Linked DNA regions of Sus scrofa: region 2 is linked to region 1. A link is a contact called in public Hi-C data. All regions are on one chromosome and are shown on one strand. Each heading gives the region's core, a stretch centred on a gene start, on an enhancer-like site or on the middle of the called end of the contact. The rest is flanking DNA. Distances are from core to core; before and after follow the strand shown.

Region 1 (6,146 bases), core at 2,080-4,579:
AAGTGTATGATGTTAAACAATTTAGTCTACCTTTCTATGCCACAATCTCTTTATTTTCAGAGAAGATAAGATTATGCTTTTGTATAGGGATATTTAATCATTAATTGATTCTAATTGCTTAATAAATGTTAGTTATAATTCATCTTTTCAATAACAATGCTTTTCAGGAATTCCCACTGTGGTGTAATGGGGTTGGTGGCTCTCTGGTGCCCTGAGATATCAGTTTGATTCCCAGCACTGCACAGTGGGTTAAGAATGCCTGAAACCATTTTTGTTTGTTGAAATAATTTTTGGAATATCCAATCGGTTGGAATCATAATCTATTATTAAATAAAATGGTGCAGAATATTTTTCAAAGAAATTTCCATGGAAACCACAGAGGATCCTCAGGTGTCCCTGGGGGGAATGGTGAGCAGCAGCAAGGTCAGGAATGCTACTCTTCCTCACTTCCACTAGAATAGGTCTGCAACCTACCATGATACCTATGAGAGTTCTCCTTCAGATTTGTTCATACAGAGAATACTACCACTAAAATGTAAAAGCTATTTGTTTAGAATACATGCTGATGTAGAATATGCATGACATATTAAGTTTTAAAAGTTATAAAACATTGATAGAACATGTTGTGATACAGGAAATAGATACCATGGCTGGTTGTTGAATTTAGGGTCATCATTTTCTCCTTTGGGGGCACTGTGTAATCTATGATGAGTATATTATTATATGAACAAGATCTAGGAAAATCATCATAAAGAAGTGAAGAAATATTCTATAGAAAATGTCAGAAAACCAATTTCATGTTTTTTTTACAGTAATATGGGAAAATAATTCAATATCACCCTAAAGATTTGTGGAGATTTGTAAATATTCATAATCTGTTTTTATGTTGATCAATGAACAAAAGCAAATAAGATAACCTATATTTCTTAAGTAAAACAGCAATATTTTAGAGTTGCAAATATTACATTCTAATCTTATTTATTTTATGTGTTATATTCTGAGGCAAACTTTATTGTCTTTCTAAGGTTCATATTCCTCAGCTCTAAAATATAGTTAAAATAACTGATTAATGAGACATTGAAGATAATGCAGATAAAAGGCCTAGTTCATAATAAGCACAAAAGAGAGACTAGCTTTTACTTTACACATCATCTACCTTAGTAAATAGAAATTTTAATACTACTCAAATCTCAATATTTAATTATCTTAAAAGTAAGGACAATGACTACTTCATAAGATATTTGACTCTCATTTTATTTTAAACTACATGAATGCAATATGTCATGAAGTTAGTTTAGAAAAAGAAACTTTCCATCAAATTACAAATATTGATATAAAAGATCTCAGGAGTAATCATTGATTTTCCTGAATTTTCTTTTTCCGCTTGATTTTCCTTTTCATGAACTGTGTTACTGAAAGATTCCTGTTTGTGTTTAGTATAGATTTGTTCTTGTTAATATTTTATTAGTTGCTATTTTTAGTACTAATAAAAAACTACTTCTCTTTTCTTTCCAGGCTTTTGCTAAGTGGATTGTACTGAAAGTAAAAATGCTTAGGAAATCTATTTGTTGTGAACATTCTAAAAACCCTTTGTAAAATTAAATGTTGGGGCTCAAGCTTCCAAGTGGCCAACTTACTGCAGCAAACATGTTAGCAGGTTCCTGCACACCTTTTTGGCTTGCTTGCGTTCTCTCTCTTTATCTCGCTCATGCCCTTGTAGGCCACCACAGCAAATGGGTAGTGACATTTATTTTTTAACTTGTATTAAATAGAAATTAAATCTTACTTTAACAGTAGCTCCTTCTATGATTTTGAAATGTATTTGCACAGTATTTTCAGACACATCTCACTATGATAAAATTCATTTAAGAATTCTATATAGTAAATGATGATTGAGATGGCTCAATTTCTAAATTGTGAAATAGACTATACCAGAATATATAAGTTATTACACTGCCAGTAATAACTTATAAATTACCTAGCATTGAGTAGGTGCTAGCCACTTGGTTAACATTTTCTTGTATAGCTATATTTGATTCTTATAACTTCTTCATGATGAAGAACTATTTTGAGTCCCCATTTTACAGATTGTAAAACTGACACTTAAGACACATGACCATAGTTGCACAAATGACAAAGCTATATGTTATTAAATACTTATGAGCAATGTGAAACAAATTTGAATGTTGATCTAACTTTTCAAGTTGAAATTATCCAATTCATGAAAGAGTCAATCTTTGACCTCAAATTTGAGAAGTGACATGTTCCTCATTTTTGTTAGTTGTACAATGTGTTTTGCTAGTGTTTTTTATAGAGCTGATGACAGCATTGTGTGTTACCGGTGATTTTTGTACAACTGCTCCCCAAAGCAAAACGCTTTGAGACTTAATTTCAGTGGTAGGAGCAGAGAGAGTCATCATTTTAAAAAAGAACAGGGAAAGTATTTTAAAATAGAAACTCAATTTTTATTTTCTTTCTTTGTTTATTTTTTTAACAGAGATAAAGAGTGGTCTGCTCCCTCACCAGCTGATCTCCTTTCAGCATCACTTAACTAGAGAGGATGCCAGTGTCCCAAGACTTGGTGCTAGAGACGGCAGCAGCTGGCACTCATCTTCATACTGGATTCACAAAGGTACTTAGAGTGACTGATTTTGATAACCATAAGGCGTGTTGCATTTATATTATTTTATTTTTCTTAAAAAATAACCCAGGCCTCATTTAGGTAAGGTAATGCAGAGTGCTAAAGAGTTAATGAAAAGAAATATGAGGCAGTTAAACTTATGTTTTTTAGTGAGAACACTGAAAGATACTCTATTTTAGCTCTACAACTGGAATTTTCTATCCTGAAAAGTAGCATATGATTAGTTACTACCAAATTGAGTGGGTGTTGCAAGCATTGCTAAAATTATATTTTAAAAAATCCTTTGATCTCTTGAAAGCAGTGATGTGTATAAAAATAAGGTGATTTGGGTATTATATATGCAAAATTCATCATAGCAAAAAAAAAAAGACAATTAGCTTGCTTCAATATTTTGGCTTGTCATGAAGTGAACTTGTTCTGTAAAAGGAGGACATGATCAACTACAGTATCTGCAGTTTTAATAGCTTATATAAGTCTGTTTAATTATTAATAGTATGATTGACTCCTAAGGACAGAGATTGTTGCTCTTGAACTGGGTAAGCAAATAAAAATTCTTATAACACATTTATCAGCAATGTATTTATGCCCAGAATGCTGTGAATACTTTTGGGTCTCAACCTCCTGGGAAGATTTCCAGGTGTATTTTGAAACCAGTTCCCTATACTTAGAGGACAAGGAGAGACCATAGACAGAGGGAGCCCACTCTAGGTTGGTAGATGACAGGTTTAATAATCAAAAGGACTTATTTAGGAGGTTTGTTTTGGGTGGCTGGAAGAGAGTAGATTTCCACACCTGCCTGTCAAAATCTTGAAGTTTATATAGATGCCTTAACTGGGCTCAGTCAAGTACATCATCCAGATGCTCTCAACAGTACATGATTGTCTCAAGGCCGTATCCATGGAGCAGCCTGGGTGTGGGGAAGGTAAGTAAAAAAACATTCCAAAGACAGGAATGAAGGTGAGGAGCCTTCAGTTACCTGAGTCCACCTTGAGAGTCAAACCAGGGATCATATCTTCTTGATGACCTCTCCCAACAACTTCATAACAACAAAGTTTATTTCAAAGTTTATTGTATTGATTCATTTTCTTTGGACTGTTGTTTTTGCAGTATGAAAAATCAAGAGTAGAGGTTATGATTATCTGTTTAATCTTGCCAAGACATTATCTGTTTAATTTTGCCATTGACAAATGAAATAACTCACTCAACCTAAGATGAAGCAGATATTAGCATGAGTAATAAAGTTTTATTTCACTACTTAATCAAATTAATTTGGGAATTTCCAACCCCTTTCCTTTTTATAACTATCATTATATGTTTATCTCTGTACATTATGTCCTAGAGCATGGGTATTAAGGAGGGAGCAGAATACATTGACTATGTCCATATGCAATTGAAAAATGTCTTTAAATCAAGATTTTTACTTGAAGTAATGTTTCTTTAGAGCAGTCAAGAGGGAATAGATCTCACTCATATCAATGGGTTGAATTTATTATCTGCTAATTTAAAATTAATATAAATATATTAAATTTCATATAATCTGTGAAAATGTCTTTCATCTCTGATATTATTTGTGCCTATAAATTTGCATATGCCATAAAGTTTACTTATAGTTTCCTTAAGTCAGCAAAGTCCGTATAACTAAAGAAGTATGAAAAACAAATTTTGAGATAATGCTCTAAATCTTAAAAGGCTGGACAGGGAGCAGCAAAGTGTAAAGCAAAGTGGTGGTCCTGAAGAAGCATCAACGATGAAACTGATCTGGAGATTGAAACCTTTAGTGCAACCAATTGATTTATTACTCAGATCTATGTTTCTCTCACCTCTCTTGCCACTGATAGACTTTCCAAAGAATTTTTAAAGAATAATTTTGCTTTTAAGAAGCCATTTGGCAAAGAACTTAATCTACACCTTAAGGTCAGCCATTTGTCAGCAACAAAGTTTATAAATAACCAACCATGAATTTTCTTATACCTTTTAATTAGGACAAAAAAGAAAGAAAAAAATAGCTAAACTAAAGTAGGCCACATAAGTAGCCCTTTTTTAAAATTCCAAGACTAAATTTTTCTTATCATCTAAAAGTTGATTATGTTTAAAAATTGAATCAATATTGTGCTTTCATGTTTTAATTAGCTATTGACAAATCCTACTAAAATTTTATTTTTAATGGGTTTTGTTATTTAACTGGGGGGTTAAACTGAAAACACTGTGAATATTGTTTTTCTTTTCCAAATGATTAAATCATAAATTCATTTACTGGAAACAAAAACCCTCCAAGAGCCTGAATTAAGACATATTTTGTAGAGAATTAAATGAATTGTGACCATGCTCGTCCAATGCTACTTTTAAAAGGTGTTGCTTGTAGGAATTATCTGATATGAAAAATAGTAATAAGAATTTACTATCCCTTTAACTTTACATTTCTGTTCTTTTACCTTGCTTTGAATTCTGGAATAATTCCTCCATTCCTCCATTTGAGTTCCTCCATGCCTTATTTCACATAAGTATTCATAAGTAGCCTCAGAACTTGAGCATTTCTATCATTTTTGATAATACATTAATCTAATTTTTGTCTAAAAATACATAGGATGTACTATAATACCAAACTTCACTTTTGACAATAATCTTAGAATCACAGACTCCTATATCATGACAGAGTTTGAGCGGAAATGAATTACTTTGTAAACACAGGTGGTACATGATAATAAGATCTCTAATTTGTTGATTAAGTTTGATATAACGTGGGTTGGTTGCATACATTATGGTATATGATATATGTTTATAAAACACTTTGTAAGAAATGTTAGTATTTGTATTTTTATCCAAATAATCTGTCCTATAATCTACAGTACTACTGTAAAGGGACAATTTATTTAGTCAATAAGGGGTCTAAGTTCCAATGGGATTAAATTAATACTAGATAAAGTAGACTAGGACATCCTTCTCTGAATTAATTTTGATTGGAAAACCTATGTAGTTTCATTCATACATCATTATTAACAAATCATGTATTGAATATTTATAGAGCAAATATCCTATATTTGTTTTTTAATTTATTGAAATTAGCTATTTTATAAAATATATATTTAAAGACTTTTTAACATATATATATATATGTGGTTGTGGAGTGAGAGTGCTGAACCTTAACCACTAGACCACAAGGGCCAGTAGACTTGATATAGATCCCCAATCCTGTCCCTTTAGAGAAAAATTCAGCAAAGAGACAAGAGTAGGGAGGCAAAAATGTGTGTATTGAGAGAATAAAGACAAGATAGGTGTGGAGAAAGCACAGGTGGACTCGAGGTCAGGGGCAGTGCAGAGAGAGAGATGGACAGATAGAAAGAGAGCAAGGGAGTAACATGTGCTTTGGAAGTAGTTTAAATCCCTTGTATGAAGGCAGTCTTTCTGGGCTTCCTCTGGCCTATTATCTTTCTTTGTCTCATCTCAAGTCCATATTTGGCCTGGCTCAGGGCCCCTCCACTCTGTGTGTGCATCTCTTAGACAAGAT
Region 2 (6,263 bases), core at 280-2,779, 1.1 Mb after region 1:
GAGGGGAAAAAAGGGTGGTAGTGGGGGGGGGACTTGCTCTTCACAGCAGGAAGTCTTCAATGGCTATCGAGTTATGAAGAAACAACTCTGAACAGAAGTCCTTATTCGGAGCGCTAAACTCGCTTTTACCACATAAAGAGCAATATAAAAGCTCGGAGCAGCCTCATCGTGGTGTTGGGGAAACAACTCGGCTTCCCCATTTGAGAAAGCAAGAGAGCTCTGACTGGGTAGTGGCCCAGACCGGTGTTAGGGCTTTTATTTGCAAGTCAATGAGCCAAATGGACGACCAGGCTAGTTGTGCCGCGTTCTGGGAAGCAAGGTTATTATTATCACCTATTGCCCCACTGAGAAATTTCACTGGAAAGGAATAGTCCCAGCAGTGTGTATGCTCGCGGTGCCATACGGGACGTGCAGCTACGTGCCCACCTCCAGAACGACTTTATTTACAAAGCGATTACCATGTTATCTATCTGTTTTCCTTTTCCAGCAACAGCAGCCTTACTCAGCCCTCGAATTTCTTAATTACAAACCCGTTCACTTCTAAAGCAACCCCAAACCGTCTGGCAGAACCCAGAGGGAGGCTGTGCAAGTTTGCACACACCCCCATCTCCCGGATCAAGGGCAACAGCAGAAGCAAGAAACTGTATGTGCAAAAAGGTGGATCTAGGGACGAGGATCGCTGAGTTTGTTTACAGAGGAGAGACGCCTCAGCTCGGATGCCAAAGCTACCAAGAGCTGCAAACGCAAACTTAGCAGAAGCACACGTACCCGGGAGCGGCGAGTGGGCCCCAAAACGCGGACAGGATTCCCGGCCGCTGGAGCGGAGGCAGCCGAGCGCTAGCGCGCTCAGTCCACCTGCAGCTGCAGCGGGCTGCCGGTCCCCGCCCCCAGCCTCTGTCCTTGAGGCGGGGGAGCGGGGGGGGGGGGGGGGGGGAGATTCACCTACACGCAGAATATCTAGATCAGGTCACCTAATGCCCAAATAGAAACACAAAGGCAAAACCCAGGAAAGCGTGCACAGGGGAGGGGACATTCTTTGCCTAGGGCTTAAAAACGCACTGGGGTAAACACAACCATTCTTTGCAGCCTGGGTAAGCTTTGGTAAGCTCAGGGAGGCAAAAAGGCACTATGGACGGCGTGGGCGCTGCATTGAATCCCCTTTTCCAGTAAAAAGCAGCTCAGATCGGTAGGTGAGCTGGGGGTTGGGGAATCCGGCCAGAGGGGGGCGATGAGTTTTCCTCGCTTCTTTCCGGACAGGCGCTACCTCTAGGCTGAGAGTCAAGGGAAGATTTTTTTCTCTGTGCCGGGGGCCGCCGTGCTGGCTCAGTGTTTGTGGAGGAAACCAGGATCCGGGGGCCGCGGGGCGGTGCCTGGGACCGCAGCCTCTGCGCACGTGCCTCCGGCCGAGGGGGAACTCGGTTGCCAGACCCAGTCCGGGGTGCTCAAAGTGCCGGAATCCGCATTTTCCCTCCGCCCCCCCGGGAGGCTCTCGCTCCGCCCTTTCTGAAATCCCTTATATTGACTGTGGCCAAAGCCCTAAGAAACACAGCTCATTGTTGGCAGCTGCCGGGCGGTCTAGCGATCTAGCGAGCTGTGAGGCAGCAGAGGGGAAATAAAAGGGAACGGCTCCGGTCCTGCCCCAGCAGCCGCTGCAAGACCTCGGCGCAGACTTCGAGACAGCGAGCGCCTTGCACACCGGAAAGGCCACCTCTATGTGCTGCTGAGCCGGTCCTGGACCCAACGATCCCGCCCTCGGTCTTCAGAGCAGAAATCGCAAGGACGGAAGGTAAGCGCGGCGAGAGAAGCTGGCTGGGGCTTCTGCCAACCCAGTCCGACGAGGGCTGGGTTTGCCCGGAGGAAGAGCGTGAGGCGGAGCTGGGGAATAACAACAGGATGTGCAACAACAGGATGAGGAGGGCTGATTTAATGCCTGAAGTTCGCGGCAGGGCTACGGGGCACTTCCTTTATTAGGCGACATCGGGGAGCAAAGGGGGGTGTGGGCTTGGGTCCCCCCGCCCGATCGCAGGGGAAAGGGATGTTTGTGCAGCGCGCGGCTCTGTTGTAGATGGCAGGTCTGTCTTGGTGGTGAACCCGGGTGCACAGGCTCCTGGTGGGATCCTCGGGATGATCGCAACCGAAGTGTGTCTAGGGAGTCTTGGGAGGGGGGCAAAGGCGAGAAAAGGTGGGCTGCGCTGTGGTGGGCGACACGTGTGGCTACGGTCTTAGCGTCTGCTTTTTTCACTTTCAGGACTGGAAATGGCAGACCATATGATGGCCATGAACCACGGGCGCTTCCCCGACGGCACCAATGGGCTGCACCACCACCCTGCCCACCGCATGGGTATGGGGCAGTTCCCAAGCCCCCATCACCACCAGCAGCAGCAGCCCCAACACACCTTTAACGCCCTAATGGGCGAGCACATACACTACGGCGCGGGCAACATGAATGCCACAAGCGGCATCAGGCACGCGATGGGGCCGGGGACTGTGAACGGAGGGCACCCCCCGAGCGCGCTGGCCCCCGCGGCCAGGTTTAACAACTCCCAGTTCATGGCCCCCCCCGTGGCCAGTCAGGGAGGCTCCCTGCCGGCCAGCATGCAGCTGCAGAAGCTCAACAACCAGTATTTCAACCATCACCCCTACCCCCACAACCACTACATGCCGGATTTGCACCCTGCTGCAGGCCACCAGATGAACGGGACAAACCAGCACTTCCGAGATTGCAACCCCAAGCACAGCAGCGGCAGCAGCACCCCCGGCGGCTCCGGCGGCAGCAGCACCCCCGGCGGCTCCGCGGGCACTTCTGGCGGCGGCGCGGGCAGCAGCAATAGCGGCGGCGGCAGCGGCAGCGGCAGCAGCAGCAACATGCCCGCCTCTGTGGCCCACGTCCCTGCTGCAATGCTGCCGCCCAATGTCATAGACACTGATTTCATCGACGAGGAAGTGCTTATGTCCTTAGTGATAGAAATGGGTTTGGACCGCATCAAGGAGCTGCCTGAACTCTGGCTGGGGCAAAACGAGTTTGATTTTATGACGGACTTCGTGTGCAAACAGCAGCCCAGTAGAGTAAGCTGTTGACTCGATCAAAATCTCGGAGAAAGAAATCAAATCCCCCAACTTCTTCGGCGTGAATTAAAAAACATTCCCTTAGACACAGTATCTCACTTTTCAGATCGTGAAAGGTTTGAGAACTTGGAAACAAAGTAAACTATAAACTTGTACAAATTGGTTTTAAAAATTGCTGCCACTTTTTTTTTTTTTCTGTTTTCGTTTCGTTTTTGTAGCCTTGACACTCACCTCCCTTATGTAGTTGAAATATCTAGCTAACTTGGTCTTTTTTGTTGTTTGTTTTTACTCCTTATTTCCTCACTTTCTCCAGTGCTGAACTGTTAGATATTAATCTTGGCAAACTGCTTAATCTTGTGGATTTTGTAGATGGTTTCAAATGACTGAACTGTATTCAGATTTATGAGGGAAAGGAAAAATTGCATTAGTTGGTTGCATGAACTTTGAAGGGCAGATATTACTGCACAAACTCTGCCATCTCACTTCATTTTTTTAACTATGCATTTGAGTACAGACGAATTTTTTAAAATATGCTAAACTGGAAGATTAAACAGATGTGGGCCAAACCGTTCTGAATCAGGAAAAGTCATACTGTTCACTTTCAAGGTGGCTGTCCCCCTCCCCCATATGTACAGACAATAATAGGGTGTGGAATGTCGTCAGTGGCAAACATTTCACAAATTTTTATTTTGTTTCTGTCTTCAACATTTTTGACACTGTGCTAATAGTTATATTCAGTACATGAAAAGATACTACTGTGTTGAAAGCTTTTTAGGAAATTTTGACAGTATTTTTGTACAAAACATTTTTTTGAAAAAATACTTGTTAATTTATTCTATTTTAATTTGCCAATGTCAATAAAAAGTTAAGAAATACTTGTTTTCTAGAAGTCATTTGGGGGTGGTTATTCCCTTTGGTGGCTTTCTTTTTTTCTCTTTAAGTTGAACACTTTATTGATGAGAGTAAGCATTCCAAAGGATAAATTACAGGACACTAAAACAGGTCATGATGAGCTTAAAGCGGAGAGCAGGATTTAACATAATTGGCATAATGCTTCATTGTTATCACTGTAACATGCCTCTTGGTGTGGTTTAATCAAAAGCTGCAAAGTTGTTAGAGCTTTTTTTCTTCCCCTGAATTGTCATCATAAGTGTACTCCAGAGTTAGGCAGGTTTGTAATACTAAATGTTATAAATATTTTTTCACAGAGAGGGAGGGGGGAAAGACAAGTATTTCTGGTTATACCTGATTCAACTACTTAACTGGAGGTAGACTGGAATAAAATACTGGGAGAGTGATGAGGATGTATTAAATACAAATCTGCCTTTATCTCTAGTGATGAATTTTATTTCTCAGCAAAAGTACTAAGGAGAGGCACACAATTTCTAGCTTAATCTCTGCGAAAGCTTCTGACTGGTTTACAGTTCTAAGAGGAAGAGAGGGTGGAATTCCACCTTGAGGCTTTCTATTTTGTTCTATAATATTTAAAATTTACTCAGCAAGGTTGACTCAAAGGTCAAGTTACAACCTTCACAAGATGTTCCCTCTCAAACATGCCCTGTTTTCCAGAATTCTGAGTTTTTGCTGTAACAGGCATTGGGTGCAAAGAACATAAGGATAAGAACCTTTTAAATTTTACCTAGATGCATTATCAAGGCATAACTATGGTTAAGTATGTGTCACGTTCTGCCTTATATAATCAAGCAAAGGAAAAAGTAATATTGTTAAAATCTCAAATAATCCCAGTTGGAAAGAGAAGGAATTTTGTTTTTCCTTTCATGTTCTCCTAGCTTATCTAATAAGAGCAACACACCTACCTTTGTGGAAAAATAGTCTTTTGTATATAACCTGAAGGAGTATAGAAATGTAGGTTGAGGAAAATCTCACAAACAATCCCATAAAAGCATTTCATTTAGACTCTGAGATTCTAATTTAAAATCCCATATTTCATAATTTTAAAAAATCAGGAAAGGAGGATATACAGATGTGTTAAATTACAGTGAGTCTGGCCTAAAGGGTGATTTCAGTATAATTCAGATCACCTACATTCTATAATTCTATTTCCAAAGCAGGCCATTAAAATTAAGATGTACACTCCACAGGGTTTTTTATACCTCTATAATTGACACTTACTTATTAAAAATTATATTGTAAATAAGTAATTTCTCTGAAAATACACCATCATTCAAAACTCTACCCCATTTTAAAAGCTAGTCCAGATTTCCCACATTAATAGTTAAAGCTGAAGTTTTCTTCAGCTAAGAGATGTCAATACTAAATCTGCAATCAGCAGTAAATCTTCCCGGCTAAGCATTTTCACAGTAAATTTTTCTTTTTCCTTTTTTTTCCCAGAGCCTCAAGTGAAAAAGTATGTTTGCATACATATTAATACTGCAATTCTAGTTCTTTTTCACTTCTGCCAGGGAAAAAAAAAAGGAGACTATTGGAGGCATTGTTTTTTGCATAAAGAAAGAAGCAAGAGGTTTGTCTTGCCACCACCCTTCACCATTTATTCTGCCAGGGAATAAGCCACAACACCTGCTCTGTCACTAAATTCTTCCTGCTGCTCTAACACCGGAACACGTATGTGGAGATACAGAGCCCAAGGAACTATTATTAGACCCTGAGCCTATCTCTGCCAGAACAGAGGACTCAAACAGAGGAGCTGGGCTAAGTATAATTTCTCCTCACTACAAATACAAGCTCCTCCATTCTCTTCTTTTGAATGATCTCTATTTCATTTAAACTCTTTAGTGATCAACTGAGCAGATTCTATATGATATCTGCAGGTCTCTTAAGCAGAGAAAAATAACTCCTTGTTTGAACAAACTGATTAATGAAACCTGTACAGTGACCTAGATCACCAGGCTACCGGCAGACATTTGCAAAACCTTTTGTGGTCTTGCTTCCCACCAAGTTGCTTATAGCATATGGGGAAATTTGACCTCTACGCCTTGGCTGTTTTTCAAACAGTTCTAATATGGTACAAGAGAGCTTCTGTTCTTTAAGCTTTGCCCACAAAAAGAGACACTCAATGTTTGATTTCAAGAAGAAATCATTGATAACCCACAGTAAAATATCATAGAAACAGCAAAAAAATAAAGAACTCATCAATAAAATTTAAAACAAAAACAAAAAACAAACAACCTGTCCTGCTGTGGCTGTTAAAATCCAAGTGGCAGTATCTTTGCTGGAGC

What was found. A called contact is a pair of places that touch in the nucleus more often than the background predicts.
Region 2: a contact with region 1 is called in a Hi-C map of retroperitoneal adipose tissue, with 1.9 times the contacts expected there. The contact joins the promoter of CITED2 here to the enhancer-like site in region 1. A contact is called at or near these places in 10 of 47 Hi-C or Micro-C datasets (alveolar macrophages, embryonic fibroblasts, epiblast stem cells and 7 more) and 1 of 2 datasets of contacts at active chromatin or transcription factors (skeletal muscle).

Annotation. Positions count from the first base shown.
Region 1 is chr1:24,049,757-24,055,902 of Sscrofa11.1, forward strand. No RefSeq gene overlaps it. Among named protein-coding and RNA genes, the nearest start is that of TRNAE-UUC, 680 kb to the left of the region's middle. Within about 2 kb of position 3,330, at least 3 of the 83 cell types and tissues checked have an H3K27ac peak or open chromatin away from gene starts, as enhancers often do. A contact at or near this core is called in retroperitoneal adipose tissue, where this site is marked.
Region 2 is chr1:25,154,123-25,160,385 of Sscrofa11.1, forward strand. CITED2 (cbp/p300-interacting transactivator 2) reads left to right here and starts at 1,530. Exons shown (of 2, transcript XM_001925774.5): 1 at 1,530-1,786; 2 at 2,249-4,395. The coding sequence starts at 2,257. The coding sequence ends at 3,078.